Regions from separate parts of the Sus scrofa genome. Here region 2 is linked to region 1. The links are chromatin contacts, called in public Hi-C maps. All regions are on one chromosome and are shown on one strand. Each heading gives the region's core, a stretch centred on a gene start, on an enhancer-like site or on the middle of the called end of the contact. The rest is flanking DNA. Distances are from core to core; before and after follow the strand shown. Region 1 holds the start of FGL2 (fibrinogen like 2). Region 2 holds the start of CCDC146 (coiled-coil domain-containing protein 146).

Region 1 (6,496 bases), core at 1,715-4,214:
CACTCCCCCAACACACACACACACACCAGGGTGGCACAGGAGAAAAGACATGAACTTTGGAGTCAGATGCAGGTTCCGATTTCAACTTTGTCCCTTAAAAAGTGCAAAGCCATAGGCAAGTCCCTTAATGTTTTGAGCCCTTTCTTTGGTCATCTGCACATAGTCTGTGAAAGCTTCTTGCACAACCATAGCACAACACTCTCGACACACCCCCCCTCCCACCCCGGAGGCTATAAATTCGTTAGGCAGGTTGAGCCTCGTTCATGTGGAAGTCATTTAGAGTCTGCCTGTATTAGGTGAACAATAATTTTTCAAAATTAAGAACCCAGAGTCCCACTTATTAGTGCCAATAAAAACTGATGAATAAAGCAATTTTCTTCCTTTATGTGGGGTATTCTGTATGGTCCCAGAGGGACAGGAGCCAGTGCCCATAGGACATCCAAGATTTTCAGGTAGAATTTTGCCACTGGCCCTTGGCCATGTATGGTAGGCAGGACCCAAGAATTAGCAGCAGTGCCTGGAAAGCAAATCCTTGATTCAAAGAGATGAATCAAAAGCCCAGTGCAGGAGTCAGAAAGCTGCACTTTTGTTTGATTTAGAAAAGCTCTGAGGTACCTATGATTTCACTTGAAAGTCCATCAGGAACAAAATACAAGGTCCTCAATACCTCTTCCTAAGAAGGAAAAGGGCATTTTTGTCTGATATGTTCACTAGTGTAGACTAAGTGCCTGGAATGGTGTCTCACATGTAGAGGATGCTCAGTTAATATATGATGGATGGATAGATGTATGGACGGATGGATGAGTGACTGTCTATATGCTCTAGCATATAGATCTTTAATAAAGACTTGACTGGCTACATATGTGAATTTATAGCCTATCCAGTCAAAGGCATTTAATAATGTACCTTAAACTAAACATCATTCCTATATATTTCTGCTTTATATTTTTCATATATCATCTATAATATCATCATTTTATTTCTTTTAAAAATTATCTAATCATTTATTTCTCCCCTCACAACAGGGGAATGTCATGACTTAAAAGTGGATGGAGAAAGAAAAATGAAATTAGATTAAATCGATATTTTTAGTCAAAGAGTTAACATTTTGCCTAAAATTGGTTTGGATACTTTAAATGGAATAAAGAGAGAAACTTAATTTTTTAAAAAAGCTGGAGGAAGATGGAGGAAAATGAGGCATAAGGTATGTAGAACATGTTTGACAAATTTGTTTTGGAGAAAAAACATTAGGTTTATACACTGCATTTTTTTCCCATAAGCACCCCACCACTCAAATTTTATAACGATCATTGCTGTATGAGGGAAGGATAGCCAAATTCTCCTTCACAGTTACAGGAAACAAGGGTCAGCAAAGTTAATGATCTATATATACAATAAGAGGAGTTCCCTGGTGGCCTAGCAGTTAAGGATCTGGCATTGTCACTGCTGTGGCTTGGGTCACTGCTATAGTTTGGTCTCAGTCCCTGGCTGAGAGAGAGAGAGAGAGAGAGAGAGAGAGAGAGAGAGAGAGAGAGAATATCCATATATATATTAGATATCTCTATCTATCCCTATCTATCTATCTATCTATCTATCTATCTATCTATCTATCTATCTATCCAGCAAGAAGTTGATCCGTGGGTGGAATCCAGGTCTCCAGAGTGTAAAGTAAGCCTGACACATTTAGAGATTATGAATAGTTAAGTTTGAATAGGTCAGAGGATGTCAACAGTTTGGCTGGGCTAGAGAAGTATTTAGAAAAATAGTAGGAAATCAGGTTAAAGAAATAAATAGGAGACAGATTACAGGGTGCTTTAAATAATATAAGAATAATAAGAATTTGGATTTTTAGCCATACTTTTGAAATTAAGCAATAAAATCCCTTTTTAAATAAAAATCTTATATATGAGACACCAATATGCAAAACAAATTAAAAGGAGGTGGTTTCTCCAATTGAAGCTGTTCCCTCTCCCTGCCCTCAGCCTCTCAGGAGAAAAGCTGGAAAACCCTAAAGAGAAAGTTTGACAAGTGTGAACAGTCATGCTGCAGACATGTGTGGGGCAAGGTAGTGATACAGCAAGTGGCACACAGTCCAGGTAGAGGGATGTACGCTGAAGGCAGAAAGCACAGAGAGGGGACCACCAGGCTGCCAGTGGGAAGGGAAGGCAAAGATGCTGGACACAAAAAGAATCAGAAAGAGAGGGGAGTAGTTCAAAGACTCACATTCAGCGGCCGTGGAAGGACAGTGCAATCACAAAAATAGTGAAAGGCAAAGGAGGAGGCTGCCTTTGTAAGGCAGTGATGTGCTTTTATGTGTTTCTGTCATCTAGACATTTGTGCTGCACTATGCTGTAGTCAAAGGGATAGAAAGTAGCACTTTTTTCTCTATCAGTTTTCTTCTGATCTCAAATAGATGAAACAAAGTCTACTGCAAGAGGCAGAAAAAGCTGAACTTCGTTACATTTAAAATTGTAAGTGCCTGAGAGTCTGTCTGAAAGCCCAATGAGAAGAAAATACAGGATTCCTAATGCCCCCTTCCAGAAAGGAAAAAGAACCATTTCCATTTCTGCAATATTTCTGTTCCTTTGCACAATCCGGATAATTAGCACATTTATTTTTATCTTTAAAAACTCTTGCCCCCACTGTGGAGTTAAGTACAATGGAATGATTCATTTCACGTATAATTATTTTAAAACCCAAGGTTCTTCTTGTGCTTTTAAAAAATAAACGATGAGTGAAACGTGTTGAATATGTGCCTCTGAGTACAGGAATTCCAAAGCGGATTATTTGGATTGCGGATCAGTGACAGTTTTTGGCAAGCCTAGTTGGATGAGGACAGTCTCCTTTTCCTCTGCGTTTGTGAACCTTGTGATGAAAGTGCTCCCGCCCTTTTCTGAGAACAGAAAGCCTGACTCAGGCAGGCAGCTGCTGCTCTTAAAACAGCTCGAGCCGGCAGCCTCCCCTGCTGGGGTGAGCGCCACCGCAGAGATGAAGCTGAAGCTGTCGAACTGGTGCTGGCTGAGCTCCGCTGTCCTCGCGGCTTATGGCTTTTTGGTCGTGGCCAACAATGAGACGGAGGAAATTAAAGATGAAGCAGCCAAGGACGCCTGCCCGGTGAGACTAGAAAGCAGAGGGAAATGCGAAGAGGTAGGCGGGTGTCCCTACCAGGTGAACCTGCCCCCCTTGACTCTTCAGCTCCCCAAGCAGTTTGGCAGGATTGAGGAGGTGTTCAAAGAGGTCCAGAACCTCAAGGAAATTGTGAACAGCCTGAAGAAGACTTGCCAAGACTGCAGACTGCAGGCTGACGACAACCGAGACCCAGGCAGGAATGGACTGCTGTCACCGGGCACAGGAGCCCCGGGAGAAGCTGATGACAGCAGAGTTAGAGAATTGGAGAACGAGGTTAACAAGCTGTCCTCTGACCTGAAGAATGCCAAGGAAGAGATCGACGGGCTTCAGGGTCGCCTGGAGAAGCTGAGCCTTGTAAATATGAACAACATAGAAAATTACGTTGATAACAAGGTGGCAAACCTAACGTTTGCTGTCAATAGTTTGGATGGCAAATGTTCATCGCGGTGTCCCAGTCAAGAACAAATACAGTCACGTCCGGGTATGTATAATAATGCCTTCTTATCATTTGTTCCGGAATGTTTTATAGCTAGACAATACCCATAAACATTAACCTGGGAAAATAAAGGACAGATTAAGTAAATTAAGCCTTTTATGCATCAAGGTAGTACAGGCAAAACTACTGTCTTTGCAGATGTGACCACAGAAAGGTTAGAAGACCTAAGGAACCAAAAAAAATCATAAAGAGTTCTGTCTCCATTAGAAAGCACTTTGAATTTCAAAGACCTTATGTGCTGACGCCAGAACTACACACAAACAGAGTGGAGAAGGCAAATTTCTTAACGTGTCATTGTGTTTAACATTTATCTCTTCACTGGAATGTCTGAAAACAATGGAGATAAGGCAGTGTTTGTGGTTGTACTCTGGAAATCAGGTTTTGGTTTTTTTTTTTTTTGTGGTCGGGTGATTGCTGCTTGTGTGGCAACAAGAGACCTTTGAAAGATTTTAGCAAGTAATCTGTAGTTCATAATCCCAAATATCTCGTGGAAAGCAAAGACTTTATAGATGAAATAAAAGCAGCTTGTAGGCTTCACATGTGTGCACAACTGTTTGCTTTGAGATCTAGTGGCACAAAAGCATTTTAAGGGGAGTTTTGATATGCCACTAAAGTTAGGAATATGTTCTTATTCCTTCCTCTCTTTCACTAGAATTCAAGCATGTGACAATAGAACCCATCTTCCCCATCCAGATTATCTGAATTAACTTTAGTAAATAAATTAACTTTAGTAAAAAAAGATCACAAACCTAACTGTCTACTCTGCACAAGAACTGCTGGCTGTGGCACTGGTTCTCCCAAACCCTGGTTTTCCCCACATGAGTTCCTAGGGCCATTGCTGACTGTGGTCTTATTACATTTTGGAAAGGCATCTCTGCATTAGAATTTCTGCTTATTGTAAGTGTGAGGTTAAAGGATATGGCACTTGCAGCAGAGATGGTATTCATTTGGAACAAGTACCTACCTTATGCGTGCTCCATTCCCAGGGAATCTAGGAGTGAAGGGAGTTGGGAGTTTCATGGACCACTGTTGTTATTACTCCCAGCAGCCTGTATCTAAGGGTACCCTGCACATTGCAAGGCAGAGGTTCAAGTCAGGTAACACACCTGGGTGCTTGTTAGACGGGATGCTTCATGGCAGTTTGTAATGACAAGAACAAGAGTCTACTGCCTGTTTTTCTACTAAGATTGGGGCAAGTATCTGAATGTTTGAGTTCTAAATATACATGAATAGATTAAGTGTGGCTCATAGTGTCTTCTACCAAACTTGCTTTATCTAGCACCTATTTTTATAGAAATTATCTGGGAGTAAATGTCTGTATTTGATTCCTGCAGAACCACAGTAGCTGATTATTATACTTATTCTGAATACAAGTACGTGTGGTTTCCTTCTAGAATCCAAACGTGAAACACTAAATATTTTCCTGGATAATAAATTCAGAAGAAGAATACTGGTATATAATTAAATTTTTTAACTTGAACTTCTTTAATTGTCAAGCAAGTAAAATAAATGGAAATGTTGATCAGTGCTGTACTTTAGAATTTTAATGTATCAATTGGAAAAATCCTATAAAATGTCCTCAAAGTGGAGGCTATTAGCATCTCTAGGTCAAAGGAAACAGAAGCATGTGTTTCCTCTGCCTGCATGGAATGCAGTTCCGGGAGAAGTGGAATCACCTGACCTTCAGGGCCAAGGGATACAGTGCTTACAAGGACAAGGTTTGCAGCCAACCAGATCTGAGTTTGTGTCCTGGCTCTGCCACTGAAAGTTTCTGTGAAGTTGGGAAAGCCAGTGATCTCCTTTGAGCCTAAATATTCTTTCTCACCAGCAGAATGGTAATAATATCTACGTCATACAGTTCACGTGCAGACCAAGTGTGAAAATGTTATCAAGTCATTGGCCAAATGCCTAGAGCAACTGGGGAGCCCTTATGAAATATTACGGAATTATTGAGACTATTCTCTTTATTTCTTGCTGGTGATGTTTGCTGTTCACATTATCAATATTATCACCAACCAAGAAAGTGTTGGAGAGCTTGGTCTGCTTTATAACACCAGGTTCTTGTTCTGAGGCCTTTAACAAGCATTTGCCAAATAGGTTCAAGTACGTTTAGCAGAGCCAGGTTTCATTATCACCATTGACTGAGTTATCAAACTGCTTTTGTACATCTAAAGAATTCTTTCAATGCATAGTTTTTATTAACAAAATCCAATGCCTTTATTTTTTTTTTCACTCCTTCAGTTCAACATCTTATATATAAAGATTGCTCTGAATACTACACAATAGGCAAAAGGAGCAGTGAGATCTACAGAGTTACACCGGATCCCAAAAACAGTAGCTTTGAAGTTTACTGTGACATGGAGACCATGGGGGGAGGCTGGACAGTGCTGCAGGCACGTCTTGATGGAAGCACCAACTTCACCAGAACATGGCGAGACTACAAAGTTGGCTTTGGAAACCTCAGAAGAGAATTTTGGTTGGGGAATGATAAAATTCATCTTCTGACTAAGAGTAAGGATATGATTCTAAGAATAGATCTTGAGGACTTTAATGGTATCAAGCTCTATGCCTTGTATGATCACTTTTATGTGGCCAACGAGTTTCTCAAATACCGTCTACACATTGGTAACTATAACGGCACCGCTGGAGATGCCTTGCGTTTCAGTAAACATTACAACCATGACATGAAGTATTTCACCACCCCAGATAGAGACAACGATCGATATCCCTCTGGGAACTGTGGGCTCTACTACAGCTCGGGTTGGTGGTTTGATGCTTGTCTTTCTGCAAACTTAAATGGCAAATATTATAACCAAAAATACAGAGGTGTTCGAAATGGGATTTTCTGGGGCACCTGGCCTGGTATAAGTG
Region 2 (6,496 bases), core at 2,767-5,266, 51 kb after region 1:
TAGACATTTCTCCAAAGAAGATATACAGATGGCCAACAGGCACATGAAAAAATGCTCAACATCACTGATTATTAAAGAAATGCAAATCAAAACTACTATGAGGTACCACCTCACACCTGTCAGAATGGCCATCATTAACAAGACAGCAAACAGCAAATGCTGGAGAGGGTATGGAGAAGAGGGTACCCTCCTACATTTTTGGTGGGAATGTAAATTGGTACAACTACTATGGAAAACAGTACGAAGGTACCTCAGAAAACTAAATAGACAACTACCATATGACCCAGCAATCATACTCTTGGGCATATATCCAGACAAAACTTTCCTTGAAAAAGATACATGCACCAGTATGTACACTGCAGCACTATTCATAAAAGCCAAGACATGGAAACAACCTAAATGTCCATTGGCAGATTAATGGATTAAGAAAATGTGATATATATACACAATGGAATACTACTCAGCCATAAAAAAGAACAAAATAATGTCATTTGCAGCAACATGGATGGAACTAGAGACTCATACTAAGTGGAGTAAGTCAGAAAGACAAAGACAAATACCATATTATATCACATAACTGGAATCTAATATACTGCACAAATGAGCCTTTCCACAGAAAAAAAAACTCATGGACTTGGAAAACAGACTTGTGGTTGCTAAGGGTGAAGGGGACAGAGTGGAATGGACTGGGAATCTGGGGTTAATAGGTGCAAACTATTGCATTTGCAGTGGGTAAGCAATGAGATCCTGCTGTTTAGCACAGGGAAATATATCTAGTCATTTATGATGGAACATGATGTAGGATAATGTGAGAAAATGTATATAAATGTGTGTGACTGGGTCACTTTGCTATACAGTAGAAATGGACAGAACACTAAACCAACTATAATGGAAAAAAATAAAAAACATTAAAAAATGTAATACATGTTCATTGTTGAAGAAACAAAAAATGAAATAATTCATCTCATTACTCAGAAATAACTACTGATATCAAGTTATGTATTTCTCCCTATAATTGCTCCTGTGGAATATATTTTTAAATATAATTTTATATTGAAATTACCATTATTATTATTACAGAATTGTGATCATACTATGCACATGATTTGGTATGCTACTCAGGTCATTTAATATTACTATGAGATAATAGCACACAAAATGTATTGGTCTCTGCCCTGGGCTCCTACAAAAGGCTCCTGAAAACCTCATAATTTCCTAAATCATAGGGGTGTCTTTTGTGTGCATGAAGTGCCTTTGGGTGGACTCTTGGATGAGGGCTGGTCACAAGAAAAAATAAGACACAATTAGCAGCTGGGAATCTACATCCCTGTCCTCCAATCTCTTGGGAAGGAAGGAGGACAGAAAATATAGTTAATTGTTGATCATGTCTATATGTTGCAGCTTCCATAAAAATCCCACTGATCTGGAGTTTGGAGAGCTTCCTGGCTGCTGAACACATCAACACCAGAGGGTGACACAGCCACACCAGAGGGTGACACATCCCAACTCCCCAGGGACAGGAGCTCCTGCAGTCCAGACCCTCCCTTGCCTCGTACTCTGCATCTCTTCCATCTGGTAGTTCATCTGTATCCTTTATCAAATCCTTTGGGAAGGTGATAAACTTAAATGTTTTCCTGAGCTCTGTGAGCTCCCCTAGCAAATTAATTGAACCTGGGAAGGTCAGTCGTGGAAATCTCCAATTTGTAGCCAAATTGGATAGAAGTTGTCAGTAATCTGAAGACCTACTAGTGATTGGCATCTGAAGTGGATGGGAGCAGTTTGTTGGAACTGAGCCCTTGATCTGTGGAATCTGACATTAGTATCAAACTTAGTTAAATTCTGGGACATCGAGCTGGTGTCACTTGTTGTGGGGGAAAACCTCCACACATTTGGTGACTGGAAGTGTCAGAAGTGAAGTTACATGAGTAAAGGAGACATATATAGAAAGAAAATTGTGGGGTTTTCCTTATAGTTATGTCAAGGAAGATTTCCCATATCATTGAATAATCTTCAAAATAGAATTTTAAGTTGATGTATAATACTCCAGATGTATACTAATTCATGTAACAACCTCCTATTTTTGGACTTTTAAACTGCTTCAATTCTTTATTGTCATAAGTAACCCTATAAAACAAAATTCCTCGAACTAAGTTTTCATGAATATCCCTAATTTTATGCTTATGTTAAATTCTAAAAAGGACAATTTCCAGGTCATTGATACACATTTATTTAAGGTGCTTTATGCATATTGCTAAACTGAACTCTTTTAATAACTTACACCCTTATCATGTGTATATGTTATGACCACAGGAATGGCTATTTAAAAGCTGAAGGTATAAAAATATCTTACAAGTAAATTCTCTGCATTTTAAACCCAGATGGTCTGAAAAGTAATTTTTCAGTGATTTTCTCTCATGTTATTTTGTATATTTGAAAATAGTAGAGCAATGATTTTGCCACATAAACAGTTATTGTTCAGTTGCCAATTCCACTAACTTGGTTTGTATAAGAAAAGGAAAAATTATCATGGAAACAAAATTATCTATTGGAGTTCCTATTTAATGTAAAAATATTTGGCATGTGTACAACAAATTTGAGTGTATTCTCAACTTTCTTAAACCAATGCCTTTTTCAAAAGTTAGTTCCATGTGTTTTCATTAAAAAGACAGTTTGAAGAGTAGTTTGAATAATGATGACCAAATAAAACACAAAGCTAAGAACTAGTAGTATTCAGTGGGAACTTAATACTAAATAAAGCTAAAAGCTTGCACCTATCGTGAGCCTTCACAAGGTGAAAGGAAGGACTGGGGCAAAAAGGAAAAAGGATAGGATAACTTAAGAAAAACAGTGAATTTTTAAAAAGGTAATGGCTAGCAAAGAACCCTGTGACTTGAGCCCATGAGGACGTTAGCCCATCTCTCTATCACTATAACTCCCAGTAATTCTGGTCATTGCACTTGACCAAGGACTTCAATTTTTAAGGCATTCAGTTTCAGCTGTTGCATTTTACTGAATGTCGCTGTTTGCAGTGTATCTTTGCTGAATAATTTAGGGAATAATTTGTAGGAGGAGGAAGGGGCACAGAGAGAGAGCGATAGATAGAAAGGAGGAAATATATCTTTCCTCATTTTTAAAATTGCCCACCGAATAATAAATGGTAAAGCAGACCTCACAGAGTCATTTAGCACAATCCTTCTTCACCTAAAGCTAAAGAAATAGAGGTAGGTAACAGACAGACAACGGCAGAGCCAGGAAAATAACGAGTTTCGTACTCTTCCCATTGCACTGTGTTGACTCACTCCGTGTCTCTCTCTCTCTCACTCTCGTATATTTTTAGTCCTAAAACTGAGGATCTTTTGTAGTCAAAGAGAACAATGCTGCTGTCAACACCAGTCCTGATCTCTCAGATTTTTCTTGGTAACTTAGCGTATATGCTATAAAATAAAAATACTGTAATTTAGACAACAGTTTGGTAGCCAATGCATCGTGTTCACACCCATTATCTCATTTGATCCCTGCAAAAACCCTTTGAGGCAAGGCAAGGGAGGTATTATTGGCCTCATTTTAAGAACCAGCATTAAAACCCATAGACATTCAATGACTGGCCTAAAATCACTTAGAGTCAGGAAGGGGAAGGAATTCTAATGCTATCCCTACATTTGCTGTAAAATATGGAGTTTCCTCAATAAACACTAATCTGGTCTTTACCCTCTTGCGGAGAGATTCTTCGTACAGGGTACCGCGCACGAGTTCAGTGAGGTCTAGATCTAACCACTCACTGAGGATAATGCTATTTTGATCTTGTTCTCACCTTTAAAAGCGCAGTTTCTTATCACTTCCCTTGGTTTTGATCCTTATTTAAATTCCTATTTTTTTCTGTGGATATGGCCTCCTGGGTCTCACTCCAAAACTCCACCCTCTCCAAAGAAATCGCGTCCTCGGTATCCAAGGAAACCATACAGACTTGCCCATCTTGCGCCTTCTACGCTTTCCATTGGCCAGTTGGATTCTTATGTGGATTTCCCCTCCCCCCCGCCCCCAGTCCCTCCAATGGCTAATGGGCTTGATAGAAAGGGCGCATGCCTTCCCAGTCCTATCTAACACCAGCTCTTACTACGCGCACAGCTCTGCGCATTGCCTCCTGGGACATGTAGTTTATAAGTTGCAGGAGCCCTCCGACGGCTGTCCTCCATTAGAACTACCTATCCCATTGGCCTTTGCGAAAGGGGAGGAGTAGGCGAGGAGTCCCTGGTCACTGTGATACTTAGAACTTTCAAATTACAATTTGCCGCCAAGGCGTGTGCAGCTGAGGTTTAAGTTGCTGAGGGAAGTGGGCGGCCTTGCCCTTGCGTCAGCAGACCCTCTCTAAAGTCTACTTTCTGACTTGAGCAGGCACAGTGGCCGGGTCCACTGGCTACGGAGAGACTGGCCTGTGACAGGTGATCCTAGGGAGCGTGAGTGGGGCGCGCCATGTTCACCCTCCGCTGGGGATGGGGGCTGGGCTGCCTCCGGCTCTGTCAGCTGCGAGCATGGGCCCCCGAGGCCTCAGTGCCCTGGGCATGTGGGGCTTGTCAAGCCCGGATGTACGGCTCAGGTGGGTCCAAGCCCGAGGTCTCTCCGTCTGGCCCCGCGCGCCCGAGTCTGAAAGAGTGGGCGCTGATGGTGAGCCCTTTCGGTCGGCTGCGGGCACGGCTTCCATGCCACCTGGCCGTGAAGCCCCTGGACCCCATCTCCCACCCGGACAACAACCACGTGCTGGTGGCGGTGAGTGGAGTGGAGGGCGCGGCGCAGGCCGTGGCCGGCCTGCAGGTGACATACGACGAGGCGCAGAAGGAGGTGATCATCGTGTCCGACGTCATCGATCCCCAGGCGTCTGTGGAAGTGAGCGCGCCCCTGATGTTTGGCAAGTGAAGTTAAAACCGGTTTGGGTCCCAGGGCACACGTAGCGCTATCTTGAATTAGGCCGACGTGCAGTTTTAATTGGTTTTTTGGATATGACTTTCCAACGTAATTTACAATTTTCCCCTTCGGAAGGGAAGATGCCCTTTTTTTTTTTTTTTCTATTTTGGGAATTAGGTACTCAATTACAGCAATTTTATAAATTGAATGGAAAGATGAATATATAAGTAACATTTGTGGAAGCCCTTATATTCTCCTTTGGCACTTTGTATCTATTTCTGTCACTGCACTTTGTCAATAATGAAGTTTTTTTTCAGGGTTAGATTATCTTGATAATCTATTCTCTGGCAAGCAGTCCACCTGCATTTCCCCTTGCTCACCGTCTGGGGTCTCTGTCTCAGAACAGCCTTGTCTGTATGTTCCATTTAACCCAGACCGAGTGTTTGGTTTCTAACAGGCACTCAGCTTCTTATTGAAAACGTCACCGTTCACTTTGGCCTAAATAAATTTTCTGTTAGTAACAGGCTTTGAAGAAAGAACACATAGTAAGACTGCCTGGGAAACTTGTGTATAGTATGCAGCACTTTTCTAGGAAAATATTCCCAGGCTTACTGCCTTCCTGGAACTGAAGGAAGATTTTGACCATGATCATAATAGCAGCTAACACTTAAGAGAATCTCTTTTAATCCTTACAGTTGCACTATATTTTAGCTGCTGTTATTGTCACAGTTTCAGATAAGTGAATTGAAATACAGCAGGTTTCATATACCAAGTATTTATTGTGGGCCAACAAGTAGAAAAAAAAATCCACGCCTTCATGAAACTTTATTTCTAGTGGGGATACATCAAGGACTATGCCCATTTTCTCTCAGATGTAAAGGGTGGAACTGGGATTTGAAATGACTGGAGTCTGTTCAACCACTGTACCTGAATGCTTCTTAACTTCTTTTTAACTAGCCTGGATAAGAGACCCTGATTTCAAAATGTTTTAGACTGAGGTAAGGAGGAAGATTTGCCAGTATATTATGTGGTACAAAATAGACTGAGTATTGAAATAGAGATAAGTAAAATTTTGTGACAGCTCAGATAAAAATGGAATTACCCAAACATTTTTGTTGATTCTTCTTTTTAGAGCCAGAATCTAATTTCCAGTTTACTCTTTCTTTTTTTTTTTCTTTTTCTTTTTCGGGCTGCACCTTCAGCATATGGAAGTTCCCAGGCTAGGGGTCAAATCTGAGCTGCAGCTGCCAGCATACACCAGAGCAACACAGGAGCTGAGATGCATCTGTGACCTACACCACAGCTCACAGCAATGCTGGATGCCTAACCCACTGAGCGAGGTCAGGGATGGAACCCTCGTCCTCATGGATACTAGTCACAACAGGGAACTCCCCAGTTTACTGTTTCTATGTGTATACTCCACAGGCACTCAAATCAACATAATTTGATTTTCTTCATACTTGGTATGTTTCTACGGTTGTCTATAATTGTTTCAGTGAATGAGTGAGAGTACACCACTGCTACTCTCTCTCTTAATTAAGGCTAAGTGTCTAGCCTTAACTCCTCTACCTGCGTAGTAAGGGTAGAGTATGTTTAA

The links. Hi-C and Micro-C count contacts between places; a contact is called where the count stands out from the background.
Region 2: a Hi-C map of retroperitoneal adipose tissue shows a contact between it and region 1, with 1.7 times the contacts expected there. The contact joins the promoter of CCDC146 here to the promoter of FGL2 in region 1. A contact is called at or near these places in 10 of 47 Hi-C or Micro-C datasets (blood, embryonic fibroblasts, fetal heart ventricle and 5 more) and 1 of 2 datasets of contacts at active chromatin or transcription factors (alveolar macrophages).

Annotation. Positions count from the first base shown.
Region 1 is chr9:102,866,080-102,872,575 of Sscrofa11.1, forward strand. It overlaps FGL2 (fibrinogen like 2), which reads left to right and starts at 2,965. Exons shown (of 2, transcript NM_001005152.2): 1 at 2,965-3,610; 2 at 5,867-6,496. The coding sequence starts at 2,989. The region is part of intron 2 of CCDC146 (coiled-coil domain-containing protein 146); the gene reads right to left.
Region 2 is chr9:102,915,742-102,922,237 of Sscrofa11.1, forward strand. CCDC146 (coiled-coil domain-containing protein 146) reads right to left here and starts at 4,017. Exons shown (of 20, transcript XM_021102558.1): 1 at 3,812-4,017. It overlaps FAM185A (protein FAM185A), which reads left to right and starts at 4,205. Exons shown (of 10, transcript XR_002347078.1): 1 at 4,205-4,903.